Linked DNA regions of Mus musculus: regions 2 and 3 are each linked to region 1. Evidence: chromatin contacts called from public Hi-C data. All regions are on one chromosome and are shown on one strand. The core of a region is the stretch at or near the end of the contact, and the rest is flanking DNA. Distances in the headings are between cores, read along the strand shown. Region 1 overlaps 6030407O03Rik (RIKEN cDNA 6030407O03 gene). Region 2 overlaps 6030407O03Rik (RIKEN cDNA 6030407O03 gene). Region 3 overlaps 6030407O03Rik (RIKEN cDNA 6030407O03 gene).

Region 1 (4,243 bases), core at 802-3,301:
CCATTTACTGAGCAGGTGCACATGACCAGCCTGATGCTGAGATCTGCCTCACAGTCTCCTCTGGGAATCACAACTCTGCAGTTTACAGAGCTCTGGGATCCCAGTCACCACAATGCTTTAAGTGCATTGGTTCTGCTGTAAAAATTATGGTAGTGTCCCAATACCCAGGTGTCTTCACAGGACCTCTCAGCTTTGAGCAGACACCTGGTTTGCTATTTTCTAGAAGGCAAAGTCTGTAAACCATCTTTAACTGAGTCCAGAAGACTTGAGTTTAGCTTCAGACTTTTCCCACTGGATGAAGAGTGTCCCGTGGGAGCCTGACCTACTGTCACAAAGCCTTATGGCTTCCCTCTTACAGAGCCCAACTCCCTGATGATTATCCTAGAGTTGGTCTTGCTGTGTCCCTCCTCTGTTATGTCACCGGTATAGGAACTAGACTGAGAGCCACGGAGCTACAGTGCTAAGGCCTACTAAGGAATCTGGGGAGGCAAGCTGTAAGTTGGTCATGGCTTTTGAGCAAGCCCTGGCAAGTGAGAGCCTGCATTCACACTTGTTCTTTCAGGTCTAATAAGCTACACGCTGGCTTTCTTAGCATCCCAGAATAGCATGCTGAGGCCGAGAGGCCAGCCTGTTTGATGTCCTGCTTTGGACATTTGCATGTCAAAGCAAGGAGGCTACTCGATTATGTGTCACGAATTACATTAAGTATCCTGTCTCTCTCTTAACTCAGCCCTGACAATTCCATCCCTGACCTTGACCACTGTGAAATCTCCACTGGGGAGCGGGGTGGGAGTGGGGGTGGACTGCAGGATTAAAATATTCCATTTGTGTTGTGGTTCTAACTGGTCTACCTCGGATTTTAGAGTTCAGTTCTTCCAGCCTCCTCAGAGAGCTTCAGTCTTAAAAATATCAAGGAAGGCAGAAAGAAAAAAGAAAACAAACAAACAAACAAAAAAAAAAACCAAGGAATGATTTAGGAGTCAGACAAGCCTTGATTTGAATGGTGATTTAACTACTTACTAGAGATTCCTTGCCAAGAGTCCTTAACTCTGCAGTTTCCACAGGTAGGAGGTGGAAGTACTATCTTCTGGACAGGATGCTCTGAATGTCGCCAAGAATAGAGCATTAATAAATAAATAAATAAATAAATAAATAAATAAATAAATAACTGTCATTATGGAAGTCTGGTGTTCTCCAAACAACCTTCCAGTTCTTTAGCCCTTCAAAGGCCAAAGCAGCTCGCTGAAACCCATTGCCCCAGATTGACCGACGAAATCCAAACTCAGATTATTTAACTCAGCTCATCCAGGCACACACTTCAGCGTTTATGCTCTTTCTCCAAATCCCCTCCCTCACAAAGACTCTCAAATACCCCCAGGAACTCTTCTTCCATGTGCTTCCCTCACCCCGAAATCCATTCCCTGATCAGTGAGCCCCCAGCCTGCTGGCCTCTGACTCTGTCTCCCCTTGTCTTTCCTTACTCCCCTCTCTGAATGCAGCACTGGCAGTCTGCCCTCCTCCTGTTTCCTTCTGCCCTTCTTCTTGGCAGTTGCCTAAAGTGTCTCTCACCATGAGAATCTCTTCTGGTCCTCTTCAAGATTATAATGCTTACTGCATTGTCACGTTTTGATACTTCTGTCTTTTTTTAGAGAGCTTGTCAATGTTTCTACCCTGCTCGAAAAGTTTTTCAGGGGGCCAGGGATTTTGAGGCACAACAATTTCTTTGAGGAAGTTTTACACTTATTTTAAGAGGATAATTTTTGATGACTTCTTTTTTGACACTGCTGTAGCTTAGGGTACAGAAACATGCCTGTGACACAATAAGTCATTGTAAAGTGATTTCATTCCGTAGGTATGAGAGTGCAGATGCAAAGGAGGATGCCTCCTACGTGGTGTGGGTGTGTGTGTTCCCCTTTTTTATACCTAAACTACTTCCCTTTGAGTTTAAGTTAAACATCTGAGAATAAATATAAACATTACTGATGTCTTACCACTAACTAGGAGTTGTAACCACTTAGTGGGATAAAATGCTACATTTTTAAAAATAAGATAAACAGCAGCTGTCCCACCAGCGAGCCCTCTGCTGGAAGGGTTTCTTTCCACCTTTGAGTTTTATGGTCCTGAGCATGCTTCCTGTCCAAGAGCAGTCATCAGCTATCTGGTGGCTTAACTCCAGCTTACGGATATTTTATTAAAAGCTGCATCCGGTTAGGCCTTCCAAAATGTCCAGCAAAAATGTCTCCCACTAAGGTAAGGAAATGAACAACAGTGTTCAAGTCTCAGAGGGATTACTCCACTCGGAGAGGACGCCAGCTGTTCTCTATCCTGTCTGAAGACACAGCAACAGCTAGACCTGCTGAGACCATGGCAGGCAAGATGCAAGTGGCCTGGGTAGAAAAGTGCACACAAGACAAAGCATTGTGAAACAGTGGCTTAAGGCGCAGATCACCAAGCCAAACAACCTAAACTCAATCACTAGGAGGGAAGAAAACCCACTCCAGCTAGTTCTCCTCTGACTTCCACACATGCCCCATGGCACGTTCACATGAACACATGTACACACGTACACACTAAATAGATGTAATTTGAGAGAGAGAGAGAGAGAGAGAGAGAGAGAGAGAGAGAGAGAACACATCGACTCACAGCACCAGCAAGTCTAAGTCACTTCAGGTTCCTGGTCATAATTTTTTCTTTTGTATTAGACAAGTTCCTTAAACTCAGTCTGCTTCCCTGTAATTATAAAGACAGAGGGCTGTTAGTTTCCTCTAAATGTGTTAGAGGATTAAATAAAATAATGTGGTCCAAGGCCTTGGATACATGAGTTTTCAATGTCACTATATTCCCCCGCACCCACGGAAGCAGTTGAAAAAAAGCAATCACTTCCTTTCCTCTAACTGCAAATAGACATCAAAGGCCCCCTCTGCCTCCCCCTCCCCTCCGTGATCCACCTGAAAGAGAAAGAGTTGGCATGCATTGTGGGTTACATCAAAACTCAGCCTTAGCTGGTCAAACAGATCTTTCCAGATCTCACTGGGAACAAGCATGCAGGCTCCACTTTCTTAGTAGCATGGTATGAAGTAATATAAAACAACTTAGGAGAGCTGGTTGTATATGCCCATCATGTTCAACCTCTTCAGAACTCCACACAGTATGACTGACAGACAGACAGACAAACAGACAGACAGACAGACACATATACACACATACACACACCACCAGAACAATGGTTCCCAACCCTCCTAATGCTTTGATCCCTTAATGCAGTCCCTCATGCTGTGATGACCCTACCCCCAACCATAAAATTATTTTTATTGCTACTTCATTACTGTAATTTTGCTACTGTTATGAATTATACATAAATATGTTTGGAGATAGAGGTTTGCCATAGGGGTCACAACCCACATGTTGAGAACAGTTGCACTAGGCTGTGTAACACTGTGTAGTGACGCTATAAATGAGTGGTGGATAGCCCTAAGCAGTGTAAGTCATCTATGAGCAGAGAGGCTGCCCCAGAGTTCTGGAGTCATAAGATTCTGGTGTAAGAGTCACTGCCAAAATGAAAATATTCTGAAGAGACACCTGGCTATTATAAATAAGGCTGCTATGAACATAGTGGAGCATGTGTCCTTCTTACCAGTTGGAACATATTCTGGATATATGCCCAGAAGAGGTATTGCTGGATCTTCCGGTAGTACTATATCCAATTATTCTATTGTTTTTAGATTGATATAATTACATCATTTCTCCTTTCTCTACTTCAAACCTTCTCATACATCACTCCTTGCTTTCTTTTGACTTCATGGCCCCGTTTTTCACTAACTGCTGTTACATGCACACACACACACATATATATGTATGTATATATGTATAATGCTAATGTATGTCTTCAGGGCTGACCACTTGGTATTGGGTAGCCAACTGGTGTGCTCTTCCCTGACAAAGACTATTTCTCCCACCCTTAGCATCCTTTAGTTACCTCTAGTTCTTTGTCTAGAGTTGAGGCCATACGGGCTTTCCCTGTATACATTAGCATGTCTATTGTTGTTTTCCTAATTCAGTTCCTGTTTAGACAGCCATGTTTGAGACTTTATAAGTGTGGCTTCTGACATTCCTAGGAAATACAATCTCACAGTAAACTCCCTGTTTCTCTGGCTCTTACAATCTTTCTCAATGATTCCTATGCCTTAAGAATAGAAGTTGTACTGTAGATGTTTCTGTTGGGACTAAGCTTAATAGCTCTTTA
Region 2 (4,243 bases), core at 1,047-3,546, 100 kb after region 1:
ACCTCTACCTTATTTTTTTTTTTTCCAGATCAAAAGGGTGAAGTTTTCTACTGCTTAAAGCCTGTGCTCCTGGCAGATTTTTATCAATTCGAGGAACTTCTTAAAATGCATTTTGTAAATGTCAAAGATTAACACTTCTCAGCTCCCTTAAGAGATTTACCTCCCAGACATTTATTCCGATACAAACTACTTTCTGTTAAGTATTACTTTACAAGGAACACAATCACCAGTAAAATATTTTAAAAGAAAATGAGGGGTTTCTCCTATGGAGCACTTTAATGGATCAAAGACTTCCTTTCCTAAAAAAAGAAAAAAGAAAGAAAGAAAAAATACCTGCATTTAAAAACAGTAAAACAGGGTGCCAAGTTGATTCTGAAGGACCATACCTTGTTAGGTTTCAGCTGTAAGAGGACTGTCTGGGAAAGGAAAAGATGTTACTTTCCTCACTCAAATGAACTCATCCCTGCAGCTGCCACTTCTGTGAGTCTAAATTTTATCTACTCATCCCTCCCCACTTCTCTCCTGAACTCCCTGTACGGACATTCACATTTGAGCTGGTGTGACTCTTGGCTCTTCGCTAAGTCATCAGTTAGTGAGTCATAAGCTACCTTTATCTTGGGTTTTCATCATTATTTATAAAATAACAAATTGATAAGAGGTGGATACTGTGAGGCTAAAACTGAAACAAATGCAAAGCACCTCCTACGCTGCCCAACACACCACGGCAGGTAGCCAGTAGGTAGCCAGTAGGCAGAAGCACACAGACCTGCATATGTGCCTTAGCAAGCTGTAGTCAACAGAGATAACCATTAGCTATTTTCATGCCTTGTGATTTCAACTCACTCTGGGGAAGTGGAAGAAGGTTTGTCTTTGGTCCCTGAACCATTTTTAACTCAACACACAAGAATCACAGTCATCCTACAATGACAGTTGTGTGGGGCACCAGGGCAGGCTGCCTACCCTCAGCAAGGGAGACCTGAAGAGTCCTTGTTATTTCTCCACAGCTGTGGTCACAAACCTTGCATGAGAGTGTGTACCATCAGAATATCAGTAGACCCAGAAGGGAGCCAAAGCAAGCATATGCTCAGTCAAGACACTATTTGGTAGAAGGTATCAAAAAATATCCTTACCTCCAAACCCAGAGAGGTCATATCTACAAATGGTCACAATCACTGGATCCCAAAAGAAGCCAAATGACACCAGTTCAGCTCCCTTCTTCCTGTTAGCTGCCCATGATACATCTCCTCAAGAGAATGGAGACATTTTGGTCTCAAATAGTGACTATATACACACTATGTTGGCAAGGGGGGTGGTGGCAATGGAGGTGACCTTAACCCCCTTCTGCAACTGCCATGGAGGAGTACACAAAACCCTCTACTCCCTCTCCCAGAAGCTGGTGGCAATGTAGGCTGCACCAGTCATGCAAGGAATATCTGCATCTACTGAGCACCTCCAGCCTCTACCCTGTAACTCGCCTACTATCTCTGTGTCCCTTGGGAATCTTCCCTAGATGGCCTGAGGTGTCACCTGCAGCTAGAATGTCAGTAGGCTTGTCTGGCCCAACATACTTTGCACGGTCACTGTATCTGGAAACCTCAAGCCTGGGCAGAAAGCTGAACAGCCTGGCCTTGCAGACAAGGACAAAGGGTCTGCAGAGCCTGAGCATTCCAGTCTCCCACGTTCAGTGGAAGGCGGGGAAGAAAGGTCATTAATGCAGACGGTTTATGTTTTCCCAAGCCAGCATTCCTCACAAACAGCTGTGTTTATACAAAGCTAGAAGAAAAGGAGGGAGGGAGGGGGAGGAGAGAGAGAGAGAGAGAGAGAGAGAGAGAGAGAGAGAGAGAGAGAGAGAAGAGAAAGGACTGAGGATGTCCTGAGGATGACATCATTCTGTGTTGTCTGCCTTGGCTGGCTGGCTCCCACGGGAGAGAGAGGGCTGCAGCAGGCTGGTGAGTGGGGTTGGTACCAGGTAAGTATAAGCAACTTGGCAGTACCTGCACACAATTAGGAACAGCATTTCCCTGCTCTCCCCTCTATCCACCCCACCCCCAGCTTCCTAATATATTTATGCAGAAAACTCTTTTTCCTTGTACCAGCACCCACCCTCAGAAGAAGGTTAGATTCAGGACTCAGGTTCACTCTTTCTAATCTCTTCAGCAACTCCCCAACCCCAGAAGAAAAGCCTGACAGGAGGCAGGGTCATTAAAGTGAATTAAAATGCATCCAAGGGGAGATTAACCCCAAGCCATCCCCATAGCAAACAAAGGCCTCTTTCACACAGACTCCAGCTCTGTAAGCAGAGATTAGGGAACAAATTCTCAGAGCCTAGAGGTAGGAGACAGGCTAGCACTTAACCTCCCTGGCTAGACCTCAAGAACTCAACTTCTGCCTGAGTCAGAAGCTTCCGTCTGCAAGTGGAAGGGGGCTTCAGAGCAGGACCTGGACCCCTGCCTGAAATACTTCATTGAGAGCCAGGTGTGTCCTTAACACAATACAGATGTAATGAAATGTGACCCTTTCCTAGATTCCTGCAGGGTCTAAGGTAGGGGGTCCTCCACAGCCCCTCTCAACCTTCTCTGCAACCCTTTTATTGAGCACCGGCTTTGTGTCGGGCTGAGCCATGACAAAGACTTGACCAGGATAGGCATCTTGCTGTGGAGGATCAAATTGAGGAAGGCAGGTTGGCTGTGAGTAAAGTTCACTACAACACAGACCGAAAGATGTGGGAAGTCTAGTAAAGATAGTACAGATGACCCTTCATCTGGAAGGCTCAAAAGAACATCAGAGGAAACAGTGACCCACAAACAGTCTTAAAAGAGTAGATGTTCAACCTGGTAAAGTTAGGATGGTGATGGAGACAGAGAAAAGGGAAGACATTCCAAGCATAGGGTGTAGAATGACCAAAGGCATCAAAGATTGAAAGAGCACATTGACTTTCCCAAGAGGAGCAAAGCATCTCAGTAGGGATGTTGCAAAAGATAATGGGACTATGTGCTGGTGGGAGGGGCTATGTGCTGGTGGGAGGGGTTATGTGCTGGTGGGAGGGGCTATGTGCTGGTGGGAGGAGCTAGAAGAATGCACTTCAGTGCTGTGGGTGGATTTCAAGCAAGGCCCACTGCATAGTCAGATGTGCACTATAGGCCGGTTGTACTAGGAAGTACACGAGGCTAAAGGCACAGAGACCAGTCCAAAAGCAAGCTTTAGAACCCAAATAAGAGTCTGTAAGGGTTGGGTGTGAAGTAGTGGCAATACAGGAGATATTTCTTCATGTGGCATATTAAAGAAAGAAAAAATGGAGTCAACTGTCCTTACTTGGATTTGATGCAGGAGGGAAGGTGGCTCTAAGGCTTAGGGGCTGGAGAGATGTCATCCCAGTTCCCTAAGCAGGAATTTTAAGGAAAGGAAGCTGTTGAGAAGATGTCTGTCACCTCTCAAGTATTTTCTCAGGTCTTTTACTAGTATTTCTCATATCTGTCATGACTTCACCTGCCGGTTCTGTGCGGCTCCCACCAGCTTGGACCAAATGCTTTCTGGTTTAACTTTCTGCCTGAATGTTAACTGCTAGCCCCATCCCTGCACAGGGCTCCTCTGGTTGGGATGGTTGGTGTGCCTAAAAAGTCTAGTAGACCAGAGGGTCTCAGCCCGTGGGTCATGACCCTCTTTGGGGTTGCATTTCCTATATCCAGCATACCAGGTATTTACATTATAATTCATAGCAGTAGCAAAATTATAGGTATGAAGTAGTCATGAAATAATCATATGGTTAGGGTCATCACAGCCTGAGGAACTGTTTCAAAGGGTCTCAGCATTAGAAAGTTTGAGAGGCGGTGAAGTAGACTCTCGGGTACACAACCCAGATGATGAACGTCCACCTGGTAAAAGACTCCCTGTCTTTGTAAAGCACAAATCTAGGCCACTCACTAGCCCATGGCCATTTTGCAGTACTCTTTGTTGGGGCCCCCACCTTGCTAGTTTTCTGTTCCTTTTTCTAAGTTCCTCCTTAGGATCATTTTCCAAAATAAGTCATTCAACACATATGACAGTTGATTTTATGTGCCAGCTTGGCAGCCTTGGTGCCCCAATGTATGTTCAAATACTGTTCTGGGTGTGTTCTGTGAGGGTGTTTTCAGAAACATGTGAGTAGACACTGAGTAGCACAGATTGCTCTTATCATATTGATGGGTCTCATTGAGTCAACAGGAAAGCCAACTAAGTGAAAAGATTTGCCTCCCACCCACCAACA
Region 3 (4,243 bases), core at 931-3,430, 73 kb after region 1:
GAGACCACACTCCCTTCCTGATCTGGCTCGAGGGGTTTCCAGATGGGTGTTCCTCACTTGGACTTATCTTGTGGTGGGTTGGATCTGGAGAGGAGGTGGCATTCCTCGTCTCTTAACCCTGCTCCATGAAGGGCCATCTGGATTCACTGCAGAGCAAACTCTGTCAGAGTTCCCAACCCAACAGCATTTCCTCTTCCCTTGTCTGATTCTACCCTGCTTTCCTTGTAATCTTAGCTTCCAGTCTCACACAGAATTTTCTGGAAAGAGATGAGGAGCCAGAAGGAGATGAGGAATCAGAAGAGTGAAGAGAATGATCGTTTTTCTCTCCTCTCTTTGTCTTCCTCTGCCTGAGTTCTTTCTGCCCTCCACACTTTGACAAACTCCTGGGACCATAGACTGGCTCCCCATGTGGAAGTTGCTGGAAATGCTGTAGGGTTGGAAACTCTGACAATTCTGAGTTTACTCTGCAGTGAATCCAGATGGCTCTTCATGGAGCAGGGTTAAGAGGCAAGGAACGCCTCCTTCTCCCCAGATTTAACCCACCACAGGATAAGTCCAAGTGAGAAACACCCATCTGGAAACAGCCCCTCTTGAGCCAGATCAGGAAGGGGGTGTGGTCTCAAAGGGCCAGATGTTCTGAAAGTTGGAACTCTGCAGGACATCTAGTGCATGCAGACACACACACACACACACACACACACACACACACACATACACACACACACACACATACACACACAAAACACCTTGCAATGACATGTGAACGTGCTGCATTGAAGACACCTTCCTTTTACTGAAGGGATTCTCACAGTCTCAAAAAAAATGCTTTTATAGGCCCGTGAGGCTAAGTCACTTCATGCATCTAAACTGGCTTCTCCCTGCAGAATCTAGAAAGGCAGAGCCCTGTCATAGTCTGGGAAACCCCATGGTGAAATGAAATAGAGGCAATGAATCAACCAAATTAACCACTATTGAGTACAGGAGGTGTAGGTGGTATGTATGCTACACCTCTACTGAGCCATTCAAGTGCTGCTTAGCCTTCTAATTCTGGAGCTGACCAACCAGGGTGCAGGATTTCTTCATATTGTGTACAGAGGAAGGCCTCGTATGCAACCTGAAGCATAAATGTTCAACAACGTTGTACCAGTTAAATTGAGTTAAACTCCTCTGGTCCTGGGGGTGTTGGTCTCTGTAGGGAAAAATAGAGACACACTTCCAACACAGGCTTCCTCTGGGGAGCTATTCATCAGTGTTCTCTCTCAAAGAGGCCAAACAGTCTTACTTGGCCTCAGGATGGATGAAAGAAACACTCCTTGTTTTCACACCTCCTTCTCACTCAGCTGAATCACAGGAGAGAGAGCCGCAAGCATAACAGGTGGAACTAACTATCTAAGATGGCATCCTGCATTCCCCTCAGAAAAGAAGAAGTTGAGTTCAATCAGTTCGGAAAGCCGGGTTGTGAAGACCAGATGTCGGGAAATGGGGATCAAGCTGCGCCCAGAGAGGTACCACATTTATTTCCCTTGTTTAGTCTCTGCTCTATTTGGAGTTTCTGCCTAGAGGGTGACTGGGAGGGTTATGGTCTCTAAGATGTCCAAAGCCAGTCACTTCTGTGTATAGGTCACACAGGAGCAATGCTGGCATGGAGAATGTCTCCCCTGCCCTAAGCTGGCACCATTTGCTCCTATACTTGGCCTTCTTGACTCTCTTTCTGCCATCTGTGATTCATAGAGCCAATCATACCATCCTGTCACATGGGAGTTCCTCATTATGTTGGTCCATTTCCTTCTCCACTGGACTTCACTGTTTGGTTATTGTCCTAGTTAAAGTGTGTCTCCCAGATCTAAACATGCTGCTTCTGAAACTGCATCCCTCTCTGGTATCCAAAGAGCTGAAGCAAGACTTCCTGCAAATCATGATGAGGACAGGCACATACACAAATGTCTGCTGCCGTCCGAAGCTGGGACTGTGTAGGGGTGGCCATAGAGTCCCCGGGGGATGCGCATGTCATCCAGATCACTCCAGTGGCTTCCACCCCTCACCTTCCTCCTCTCCAAGGATGTCTTTTTGGGAGATGTTCTATGGGCCCTCATGCTGGACGGCCACCCCACAGCCTGGGAGGATTCTATTTCCAGCCACCTCTCTTGCACAAGTGGAGATCCGGCCAGCCCGATGGATTCTTGGGATGGGAAGCTCTGGGAGAGGCCAGATTGTTATCACTGTCAGATACAATTTCCTCCCCCGACACTGCCCTCCGCCAGCCCGCAGTGTCCATCTGTCTTGGAAACAGTAAGGTCCCGGCTGAGTATTTTTAGACAAGGCCTTTGTTGGTCTGGAGTTACTTCCCACCAGAGCTGTCAGCTCTGTCCACTCTTTCTCTTCTTGGTCTGTGGTAAGATCTCTAATGATCTGTTAAGCACATGCAGGGCTGAATGTCGTTAGAAAGGTGGAGATGCTGCCTGCCCTCCCTCCTCACCTCCTCCTGCAAGGGTGACTTTTCCTGTTTTGACTTGCTTCAGGTGTTTTGTTTTGTCTTCGCTTCCTGGTCTTTTTTATTGTCCTGTCACTATTTTGAAAAAAAGAAAAAGAAAAATGTGTCACTTCTCTCAACCCTCAAAAAAAAGTGTTATTTAAAGATTTCCTGTGGTGTGGGAAGTTGCACAGTGCTTATGACAGGTAAGTTTGGGAAGAAGAAATAACATGGAAGGCAAGGGGAACAAGCATAGCTCAGCGATAGCACTGATGCTCACCAATTGGTTACTAGGGACCGTTAAGTTCAACCATTGTTTTACAGATTGGGAAACGGAGGCACTATGAAGGAAACAGAAATCAAGGCTCAGCAAGTAAAACCAGGCATGCCACACTCATACTGGGCAAACTGAAGCATCACAAGCTCCAGCTTGCTATGGCGCCAAAGCATGAGAGTGAAGGCTTATGGGAAATGATGGGAACTTGAGAAGAAAGATCCTCTGGAAGAGGAGATGTGTTCTGGGTAGAAGAAGGGGGATTGGGGCTGGAAACCTATGATACAGAGCTGTACACGTGACTAGTCAGGGAAGAGAAGGGAGAGAGTGGACAAAAGAGGGGAAACTCCTACAGGGAGGGGAGCCCTTAGGAAGAGGCCAGGCGAAGGGCATAAGAAGAGGAGACTAGAGTATCTGCTCGTCAGAGGACTTCAGAACTCAGCCCTGCCTTATCGGGAACCCAGGAAAAGGTGCTTTAAATAGACACTCAGCAGACTGTGACCTGTGTCATTTGGCCAAACGGTTTTGGGAGTGGATTTTAAGTGTCCTGGAAAACAAGCTATGATATATGCCTGGTTCCAGACTATTTTTGGTTGATTTAAATCATGAAAATCTTGATGTTCGAGTCTATGTGAGTGGATGCTCTGGACAAAAACATTGAGCATGAAGCTGGCCCCAGGAGACTGGGAATGCTACCCTATTTGGCTACAATCCCACAGCAGGACAATGGGAGAGGTCTTCTGGCTTTCAGGCCTCAGTTTCCCCTCAAAGAGTATAAGATCTGCTTTATCACTTTTCAAGCTCTTTCCTTATTAGCATTGCCTTTGAATTAGTCAAGATCTGATGGCAGGTAGGCCAGAGTCCCTCTCTTCCAGGTGGCCATTTAAAGTTTTTATTTTCTAACATACATGGAAATGAAAATCTTCTATGGAGTATATAGACTCAAAGAACCTGGATTCAAAACCTTCCTCTACCGCAGACTAGTTCCATATCCTGGACAAATTGCTGAATCTCACTATACCCAGTTTCCCCATTATTAACTAGTGATGGTAACAGTATACACATCAGAAGTCATGAGCATTTGATGAACTAATAATCTCAAACTCTTACAACTCAATATACTAATAGGCAATATTATTAGCACATTTTCCTGCTTCCATCTAAAGTCATATCAGATATTCTGATACCACACTTGAGGAGACCACAAACTAAGGGGTAGATAGCAAACTGTCCTCGGGAAATGGAGAGCAGCATCATAAAGTAAATATGGAAAGGGGGTGAGGTGTGGCACTAGCTCTTACTTTTGCCCCCACTTCACGTTGAGTATTTGAAAACTTGCATTGTAAACTCCTTCCAACACTTCTGAGTCGGCAGGCCTGCGGGACCACACTGGACAGGAGAGCCTCTCTCTCTCTCACTGGAGTCAAGTGAACGAGGGCAATTGGGAGACTTGGGCTGCACATCCAACATGAGTCTCAGGACCACTAACTACTAACTCC

The links. Hi-C and Micro-C count contacts between places; a contact is called where the count stands out from the background.
Region 2: a contact with region 1 is called in a Hi-C map of uterus, with 2.5 times the contacts expected there. The contact joins two enhancer-like sites. A contact is called at or near these places in 5 of 484 Hi-C or Micro-C datasets (embryonic stem cells, liver, nephron progenitors and 1 more) and 3 of 115 datasets of contacts at active chromatin or transcription factors (embryonic stem cells, stem cell-derived neural progenitor cells and trophoblast stem cells).
Region 3: a Hi-C map of uterus shows a contact between it and region 1, with 1.9 times the contacts expected there. The contact joins two enhancer-like sites. A contact is called at or near these places in 6 of 484 Hi-C or Micro-C datasets (the HL-1 cell line, cerebellar granule neurons, embryonic stem cells and 2 more), 1 of 115 datasets of contacts at active chromatin or transcription factors (trophoblast stem cells) and 1 of 9 other capture datasets (embryonic stem cells).

What each region holds. Positions count from the first base shown.
Region 1 is chr1:73,642,305-73,646,547 of GRCm38.p6, forward strand. All of the region lies in intron 7 of 6030407O03Rik (RIKEN cDNA 6030407O03 gene), which reads right to left. Among named protein-coding and RNA genes, the nearest start is that of C530043A13Rik, 110 kb to the left of the region's middle. Within about 2 kb of position 2,052, at least 12 of the 459 cell types and tissues checked have an H3K27ac peak or open chromatin away from gene starts, as enhancers often do. A contact at or near this core is called in uterus, where this site is marked.
Region 2 is chr1:73,742,470-73,746,712 of GRCm38.p6, forward strand. The region is part of intron 6 of 6030407O03Rik (RIKEN cDNA 6030407O03 gene); the gene reads right to left. Among named protein-coding and RNA genes, the nearest start is that of Gm29183, 82 kb to the right of the region's middle. Within about 2 kb of position 2,297, at least 77 of the 459 cell types and tissues checked have an H3K27ac peak or open chromatin away from gene starts, as enhancers often do. A contact at or near this core is called in uterus, where this site is marked.
Region 3 is chr1:73,715,376-73,719,618 of GRCm38.p6, forward strand. All of the region lies in intron 6 of 6030407O03Rik (RIKEN cDNA 6030407O03 gene), which reads right to left. Among named protein-coding and RNA genes, the nearest start is that of Gm29183, 110 kb to the right of the region's middle. Within about 2 kb of position 2,181, at least 10 of the 459 cell types and tissues checked have an H3K27ac peak or open chromatin away from gene starts, as enhancers often do. A contact at or near this core is called in uterus, where this site is marked.